3 separate regions of the Sus scrofa genome follow, and all the other regions are linked to region 3. A link is a contact called in public Hi-C and HiChIP or PLAC-seq data. All regions are on one chromosome and are shown on one strand. The core of a region is the stretch at or near the end of the contact, and the rest is flanking DNA. Distances in the headings are between cores, read along the strand shown. Region 1 holds the start of DISP1 (protein dispatched homolog 1). Region 2 overlaps DISP1 (protein dispatched homolog 1). Region 3 overlaps DISP1 (protein dispatched homolog 1).

Region 1 (2,824 bases), core at 5-2,504, 98 kb before region 3:
CACACCTGCTACATGATTGGGTTATTTCATGTAGCACCACAAATGGACTTCTAACCTTCCCATTGGGAGAAAGCCAAAAGCCATGTCCAGAGGTGACATTGTGCCCTCTAAGTATAGACTTTCTACGTGATGTCCATTCTTCCTTTCCTTTTACTGTCATCCTCCCTCCATGTAGTGCAACATAGTTTGTTGTTGGCAAAAGCAAAAGAAATGAAGGAACAATTTTTGTATCATTTCTTTTTAAAATGGAAAAATGGGGCTGGGTGTGCAAGAGGATATTTATTAGGCAGTATTAGCAAGCAAGGAAATAGAGGCAGCAAACAGCCTCATTAGTCTAGTGGGAATGCAGTCTTCATTCATTCCATGGTTCCCTGTGGCTTCAGCTTGCAACTCGGTTGGGGTGATGTGCCCAACCGGCAACCTGAAGGGTCCAGGCCCTAGTGGTCCTGACTTTATATAGCTGCTGCAGCTAACCACTGTCTTAACATCTCAGCATGGCAGTTGAGAATGCACCCTCACAAGTAAAATGTTCTAGCCATGATCTTTCAAGTTCTTACTTTTCTTTGGTGAATAGGTCAGTCATCCTTTTCAACCTCGTAACTCAGTGTTTCATCAGTTGCCCTAGAGATAGGCATTGATTCCCTGCTGCATGGAGTCTAAAGTTCAAATTCCTTAGCATAATGCACAACAGTCTTCCTGATCCGGCTTTGCCTCCTCTCCTAGCTTCCTCTTGTCTCTGCGATCTCAGACCTTGCTAAATTAACTGTACCCTCCTCCCCCTCTCTGATCAAGCCAAACTCCCACTGTCTGGCATCCTTCTCCTCTGCCTGCACTTCCCCACCTTATCTGACCTTTAATTCTTATTCATCATTTATTCAGTCTCAGCTGAAGAGCCATTATCTCTGGAGTCTCTTCTCAGCCCAGCTCCCTACACCCCACCACTGCCTTCAGCAGGGCCATAGTTCCTGTAATGCTGGATGATTTCATTGCACTTGTTTGCCCCTATATCTGTCCTTAGCCTATGCTTTCCAAGGGACAGGTCGCTGTTTGATTTACTCTCTGCCTGATTCATTGCCTCCCTAGCTCCGTAAGATAGGGGCGTTCTTCTCTTTACAGCCTAGTTGTTTCCTGAATGATATACAGCAGGTGATAAAAATTTGGATTAAGGTATGAAGCAATACCGCCTTGTGCTGTGATTAACCTCTGTTTATATTTATGTCAACTCTCAACTAGATTGCGAGGGCAAGGGTCAGTGTCTGAGTCATCCTGACCCTCTAGGGCTTGGGAGCAGAGCAAACCCCTGGTCAAGCGGCTGCAGGTAGGTTGGCTGATCCGCTGAAAAGGGAAGCAGCAGAAGGACACCTGGAAACCCGCCCCTTCGAAGTCCTTCTGCTCCCGCCCGGTTGCCTGCGAGCCCCCTGGCCCCAACCCTCCCTGCGCTCCAGCGCCGACAGCCCAGCGCCCCACCGGCCGGCGGCGGGAGGGGCGGGACTTCCGGTCCCTCGCCAATGCCTTCCGGTGCGAGGCGGAAGCCGGCTCCCGGTCCGGATCGGAGCCGGAGAGTCTCAGGCACTGGTCTTCGCGGTGGATGCTTTTCGGCGCCGCCGCAGCCCCGCGCCGCGGGACGGGGAGACCGGGTAGGCACGGGAGAGTCGGGACTCCCCGCGCGGGCAGAGGGAGACTCGGGACCCCAAGGTTTGAGGCAGGGGACCAGGATCGGGGGCCGGGGAGCCCAGAGGGCAGCCGCAGGGGGCTGGGGTGGGAGGCACCCGGGACCCTGAGGCCGAAGAGGCCCCGGAGGGGAGGGGGCGGCGGGTGACACCGGGCGGGATGCATCTCGAAGGAAGGCGGTCCCGCTTGGGGAGTGTCCGGGACTTGGCAGGTTGTCTGCGAGGCCGGCTTCTAGGGGAGGCTGGAGGGGAGGGTCCTTCTCCGAGGGTCCTAGAGGAGAAGGACGTCCTGACCTAACGCATCCGAAAGACGACTAGTCACCTCTTGGATGCTGAACTCGTCTTGCTTCATTTGCAATTGATGCTGGCTCTTTAAGGGAGCGTTTTACAAATTATTTATTCATTTTTTACCCGTGCGGATTTCGGGGAAAAATGTTACATGCCCAGGGAAAACTTGAACTCTTTCTCACCCAGGTCCAACTTAGGCTACATTTCTTTGTCAACAAGATCGTGCTTTAAAGTTGTCTTCATACAAGTAAGCCATGCAAAGTTTTCTTTTTGGAATCTTCTCTGCCCTGCAGAGTTTAGGTTGTCTTATTTTCTTTGTCATGGAATGAACTTCTAAATGCGTTTGGAATTACAGTGATAATTACATGGCAAATCAGTGACGTCACGTTTGCAGTTGCAGATCGTTGTTTTTCTGCCTGACTTTCTGATACATTTTTACCAAAAGTTACCCTATTGTGTTTAGTATTTGAGGGCAATTTTAGATTAGGGTGCAACCAGTTACTAGTAATTTTGGATTTACTGTTATTTTTTATTTCTGCTATAAGGAGGACATATATATTTGCCCTTGACAGTTTTTTAAAAAGTATTGATAATCCACGATCTGTTGTTATATATACATTAGCGCATTTTGTTTTCCTTATTGGACATCATGTAGTATGTAGGCTTGCTTTTATCATTGTCAAAGGTAATTAGTAACTTTATTTGCTACGTTTTATTAATGTTTAATTGATGGCAATTAATATGTACTTTCTAATCTACATCATATAGTGTCTCACTTCTGTGAAATTGCAAAGACTCCTTTAGCTTTAGGTAGATGGCAAATTTGGATTTTTATCACAACTGGTCAAGGTAGCTAGGAAGAGCCC
Region 2 (2,847 bases), core at 293-2,792, 70 kb before region 3:
TAGCCTGGGAACTTCCATATGCTGCAAATATGGCCCTGAAAAGCTCCCCCCCAAAAAAATCCCAGAACTTTCAAATGCTGGAAGTGAGGCACTGAAAAGCAAAACAAACAAAACAAAAAACCCCCCCCAGTCAATCCTCTCCCCATTCCCGTGAATGGAATGGAGACATCGCCAGTTCTGTGTTGGACAAGCCTACCCGTACCACAGGGAGTGGGGAATCGTTTTCACAAAAACAAGGTAGATGGGTGTTTATTTGTTTTGTCACTGCTGTTTTCTTCATCAGGAAAGTGAGTTTGGAAAGCATGCTGAGTAGCAGAATCTCGGCTTTCACAGCCTGTCACAGACTGGGAGTGGAGTAGATCCCTGTCTGAGAACAGGCCTTCGCTGGAGCGCTAGGGTTCTCGGCTGTCGCAGGGCCGTCGGTGAGCGTCTTTTGTTCAAGGACGCTTCATGGGCTCTGGGTTGACAGTATTTACTATTTGGAGAGCCCGTAGCTACCCTCTTGTACCCTGCTTTTTCTGACCGTAAACTACCTTTGATCTCTGACTCTGTTGGATGATTTAGGGACGTATTTAGACTACTGGGCGGGACTGGTAGCGGGGCAGGAGGGCTGGGCCCAAGGCGACGGGGGTAGGAAAGGCCAGGCCCGCTGCTGTGCCTCGGTCTTCACCACTGTGGGCCTTTGTTGACCACGTTTCTCACCTGACCACTGCTTTGCCGTGACTGTGAGAAACTACGATGTGATGTGTGAATTATGAGGCATTCATTTCATTTCAGATGTTGTGAATCGGGCTCTAAATTCACTTGACAGAAACCAGAGCTCGCCCCAGAGACTGTTCAGGAAGTAGAATTGGAGCCTGAGGCCCTGGGCCCGATTCTTGGCTTTTCCTCTTCCTGTTTGTGTCACTCTGTGCAAAACACGTTGTTTGTCTTACTCTGTTTCTCTTTACTAAAGGGAGGGCTAGTTACTTCTGCTGCAGGTTGTTGGCAGTGAGGTTTAAATGAGACGCCAAGAGAGGATTTTAGAAAGTTCGGAAGAGCTGTGTGAATGGGACGTGTCATCGGTCGATGGGAGCCTTGGGAGGCAGGCAGTGTGTCTGTCACAAGTACCTGCAGAGTTAAGGCTCGAGTCCTGAGGTGGTGACAGCTCTGACGGCAGGGCCTTGTTCATTGTACCATGTTGTGCCAGCCTTTCTACAGAACCGTGTTTATTTCATGTTCTCTGTTTCTGAGTTGAAGCACTTTGTACCATTTATTTTCAATTTCCCCACTTCCTCCGAAGTTTGCTTGTTCCTTCTCCAGCCAGAAGGAAAAGGTGTGGCAGAGCCTAGTGCCTGGTCTGTGGCTGCAGAGAGAAGCCCCCCCTTTGCAGGCTGGTCCCTAAAGTGAGGCGGGGAGGCCGCAGGGGGCGGGGGCTTCCCTCCCCGTTGGCTGCCTGCCTGCGATGAAGGGGGCAGCTGGCAGCTGGGCATCCTGAGGACACACATGCTGAGGAGAAGAAGGTTTGGGTAGAAGCGAGGCAGAGGTAGGCTTAGCAGTTGAATGGAGAATTCAGAAAAGGAGTTTGGTCTGGGTCCGGCCGTGGACCACCCGGCCTCTCTAGAGATAGTCTGTCCCGGCCACGTGGCGAGGCCCGAGCCGACTTGCCCTCCAGGGGGCGTACTTTCCAAATGCTGCCCTTCCTATGGTTCTTAGGGCTGTAAATAGTGTTCTCATGCTGATAGGTGGTAGTTAGGACGCATTTTTAAAGACATGCTCCTGTGATTATTTTTTGTAAGTTAAATATATCCTTCAAATTAGTTCTCCTGAAAGCAAACTATTGACTCATATCCTAGCTCTGTTACATGTGGCTGTATGTAATTGGGCAAGTTAGTCAATTTCTTTTGACTTTTCTTTTCTTTTTTTGCTTTTTACGGGCACACCTGCGGCATATGGAGGTTCCCAGGCTAGGGGTCGAATCGGAGCTGTAGCCGCCGGCCTACACCACAGCCACAGTCACACGGGATCCGAGCCACGTCAGTGACCTACACTACAGCTCATTCAACACTGGATCCTTAACCCACTGAGTGAGGCCAGGGATCAAACCCATGTCCTCATGGATCCTAGTCGAGTTCGTTACTGCTGAGCCACGGTGAGGACTCCTGATTCACGTTGAGGATGACGGCAGGGTAGGGCCTGCCCTAATCTAGTTTCCTTCTCTTGATTCAGATAGCCCGAGGCTCCTCTGGGGACCATGAGCCTAGATGCGGAGGTCTGAATCTGTTGGAAGCGTACTTTTCAGAGGTGCTGGGTGCACCCTCTTCTTACTGGCCCCTCTCAGAATCTGTACCCCTTAGCAGGCCAGTGCCAAGAATGCCCTCATGCCTTCTTCCCTTCCCTGCCAAGTGCAAGTTACACTCGCTAAGTCTTAAGTTTGCCTCAGTACTTCTGGGTATAATCAGTAGGTTTCCTGGCACACTTGTTTTTTTTTCCTTCATTATTTAGGGAATACTTTATTAGTTTCTGTAATCAAACCCATGTAGATAAGACCTTCCATATTTAATACACTGCGTTACCCCTGTACAAATGGAAAAAAAGAAATTGTGTTTAACATTTCTAGACCAGTGTGGCTGTTAGTTTCTGTATGATGCCAGCCCAGCACGGTACAGCTGAGATACTTTTCCCAGTTTCCTGGCACACTTGTGCATGTTCTAATATGTAGTAATATTTTCTCAAGGAAATCCCTTCTCTGGAATTTTGGAATGCCTTCGCATGCCTCTCCTTTTTAACCTCCTATAAAAATTTTCTGATGAGGAAGTATTTCATTAGAAAACATAAAGGCTGGTAGAGGCTTTACTTGTGTTCCTT
Region 3 (2,820 bases), core at 304-2,803:
TAATACATGGTGGAAACTAGTTGTTTAGTAATCAAGGCAGAGAATGCTCTCTGTAAGGCAGGGCAGTCTAAGAAGAGAAAAGGAAATTTCCCTGTACCCTGAGCGGAGGACTCGGCTTTGTCAATGTCGCGGAGCTCGAGTGATGGGTAGGAAGGAGCCGTGTGAGCAAACCGTGTGCAGCGGATGAAGTTCAACTCATTTTGAGCATCGTTTGGGCGGATCTGAGGATTTATGTCAGGGAGTGATGCCACAGGTTCCTGTGAAGCTTTTGGAACCCTTCTGGTAGGCATGGGGGTACCTCTGTGTTGAGAGAGGTGGGATGGCATCATTTTAAAAGACCCAGCTTTTTCTAGGCAAAATCTGGGATTTGTATTCTATAAATGAGCAATGTACATGTCCTTAAGATTTAAGAGTAATCGATTTAAGGGTTTTCCTTTTTTTTTTTTTTTTTTCCGGTAAATTCTATCTTCTCAAGTTATGTTTTCTTGTTTCCTGATGATTAGTTAGTTTATAATTTGAAAGCCTCCATATCCCTCTCTTTCACTCTCTCGCTCTCTCTGTTTTTGTTTTTGTTTTTTTTTTTTCTGGTCGCACTCCCAGCATATGAAGTTCCTGGGCCAGGGATTGAATCCAAGCCGCAGCCGTGACCTATGCCACAGCCGCAGCAATGCCAGATCCTTTTAGTCCCCTGTGCTGGAGCTCAAACCCATGCCTTAGCAGTCCCTGAGCTACTGCAGAGAGAATGTCAGATCCTTAACCCTCTGTGCCACAGCGGGAACTCCAAGGGCTTCTATCTCTTTCTGTTATTTCAACTTACAGTTAAACCTGTTTCTCACTTTGTCCCTTAGTTGATCCTTAGACTGAATAAAAGCTGATTAGGTATTAGCATAAAGGAAGGGTCTCACAAAGTCAGAGAGCGTCTGATCTAAACCAAAGCTCCATACTGTTTCCAGTTTGAATTGTTTGGGAGTCAAAGGTGTCTTTGCAACGAAGGGCTGGGAGCATTTGGACTGACTTTGTTGCACGTATGAGATTGCGTGAAGGTAAGAAACTCCTCAAAGGGAAGGTACCAGTATCTGATGCATTTTGATTTCCTTTAAAACACACGGGAGAGAGGATTTGACTGAGGGAACGAGGCTGGTAGCAGGTGCCAGCAGTGACTGGTGCCCTGTGAACCCCGTCTGTGGGCCAGAGGAGGCTGACGCCTGTCTCTGGGAGTTCCGTGTTCCCTCTGTTTTTCATAAGTTCTTACTAATGTGCTTTAATTAAGTTCCTGAGTGTCCACAGTTAAAATGCCTCTTATGGGGTTATAGGAAAAAAATAAGTGGGAATTTCCAGCAGAACCACAGGGTACAAAGGTGCTTGGTCAGAAACCTTGGCGACATCCAGATACACGTGGTGCTGCAGTTTTCCTCATTTGTTTTTTTCTTCTCATGGATCGTTTCAAAAGCCCAGATTGCTCCTGGGTGTTTGAGGGCAGCCCAGAGCCCAGTTTTGTACCCATTATCAGTGTCGTATCCTGTCCTCCGCCCGCAGTCTCTGCCCAGCAGCTTTTCTTCCCTGTTCTTTGCCCTGTATCTTCCGTTTATCGCTCCCATACACGGCTGGTTCCCGTTCTCCTCTTGCCCTTTGCCTTCCATCCTGCTTCCCTTACGCCCCTCTTGCCTCCCTGTTTGCTTTCCTTTCCTCATAGGTTGGGCTCTTTTTCTATAAGGGATTTCTTAAAGTTAATTATAGGGGGTTGACTCCTGCGTTCATCAGATTGTTCCTTTTAACTTCAGTTTATCCTCAGAGCTTATGGGGAAGCCGAAAATAAAAGGCAACCACACTATATTCATAAGCTCCAGTAAACTTTTGTTGAACTTATTTGGTTATTTGAGGTTTCACTGAAGAATGTGAGCTAGAAAAATGGCAGCGTGATAGGGAAGCGCCTTCATGTCTGAGTATTGACACCTGACGGCGTGGGAACAGGGATGCAGTTTAGCTGCCACCTGCAGGGATGCGGTCTTGGGACAGGAGACAGTTTGCAGGACTCGCAACCTGCATGACTAGATTTTTATATCGGGAACGCTAAAAACACAAATGAAACTTGGCTTCGAAATTTCCAGCGATACTTCAGAGTTTTAGAACAACGTGAAAATTAGCGATTAGAACTTGGTACATTTAGAGGATTTATGTCTGTGTTGTGAAAAGGGTCGCCCCCCCCCACCTTCTCCTTGGTTCTTGGTTGTCACTTGTAGTCTCTTAAACAAGTTCAGCTATGAAATGGGCAGAAGTGAAAGAGAATCATTTTACAAAATATAAAGAGTTAAGCAAGCAAATTAATGGATTAAATTTATTTTTCATGGATAAGAGAATTTGCTGTCATATATTAACATACTAGCGTGTATGTATCAATTAAGAGTAGAGGTGTTACTAGGAGACCCATATTATCCAAGATATGAACTTCCATGCTAGAGAGCTTATTTGAAAAAGAAGTTGGTTCACAGCATATTAAAACTACTCGAACTGTCTTCTTTAGCAAAGTTTTACCCTAGGTAGTCTTCCTTCTTTTTGCCTCTGCTTTTATTAAAAACTCATTCGTCTTTAAAAAGTCACAAGATGTTAGCATTAAACACTCAGTAAAAGAGTAGCTGAAAAGTAAAGTTGGAGTCTCTCATTAGCATTCATCTTTGGGATAACTTTTATGAAACTTGAGATTCAAACACTCCTTCTTTCTGTGTAATTGGTACACTCCAGAGCCAAGTAGGAATGACTTGTTTTATTCCCAAATTTGTACTTGAAAGTGGGAGTCCTTTATTTTTTAGAAAAACACTAAAC

What was found. Hi-C and Micro-C count contacts between places; a contact is called where the count stands out from the background. HiChIP or PLAC-seq counts read pairs in DNA pulled down with a chosen protein or histone mark.
Region 1: a Hi-C map of liver shows a contact between it and region 3, with 6 times the contacts expected there. The contact joins the promoter of DISP1 here to the enhancer-like site in region 3. A contact is called at or near these places in 13 of 47 Hi-C or Micro-C datasets (embryonic fibroblasts, fetal heart ventricle, fetal skeletal muscle and 6 more) and 2 of 2 datasets of contacts at active chromatin or transcription factors (alveolar macrophages and skeletal muscle).
Region 2: an H3K27ac HiChIP or PLAC-seq map of alveolar macrophages shows a contact between it and region 3. The contact joins two enhancer-like sites. A contact is called at or near these places in 2 of 47 Hi-C or Micro-C datasets (embryonic fibroblasts and epiblast stem cells) and 2 of 2 datasets of contacts at active chromatin or transcription factors (alveolar macrophages and skeletal muscle).

The regions. Positions count from the first base shown.
Region 1 is chr10:11,525,099-11,527,922 of Sscrofa11.1, forward strand. DISP1 (protein dispatched homolog 1) reads left to right here and starts at 1,255. Exons shown (of 8, transcript XM_021064356.1): 1 at 1,255-1,318.
Region 2 is chr10:11,552,684-11,555,530 of Sscrofa11.1, forward strand. The region is part of intron 1 of DISP1 (protein dispatched homolog 1); the gene reads left to right. Among named protein-coding and RNA genes, the nearest start is that of DISP1, 28 kb to the left of the region's middle. Within about 2 kb of position 1,543, at least 22 of the 83 cell types and tissues checked have an H3K27ac peak or open chromatin away from gene starts, as enhancers often do. A contact at or near this core is called in alveolar macrophages, where this site is marked.
Region 3 is chr10:11,622,973-11,625,792 of Sscrofa11.1, forward strand. The region is part of intron 1 of DISP1 (protein dispatched homolog 1); the gene reads left to right. Among named protein-coding and RNA genes, the nearest start is that of DISP1, 98 kb to the left of the region's middle. Within about 2 kb of position 1,554, at least 3 of the 83 cell types and tissues checked have an H3K27ac peak or open chromatin away from gene starts, as enhancers often do. A contact at or near this core is called in alveolar macrophages and liver, where this site is marked.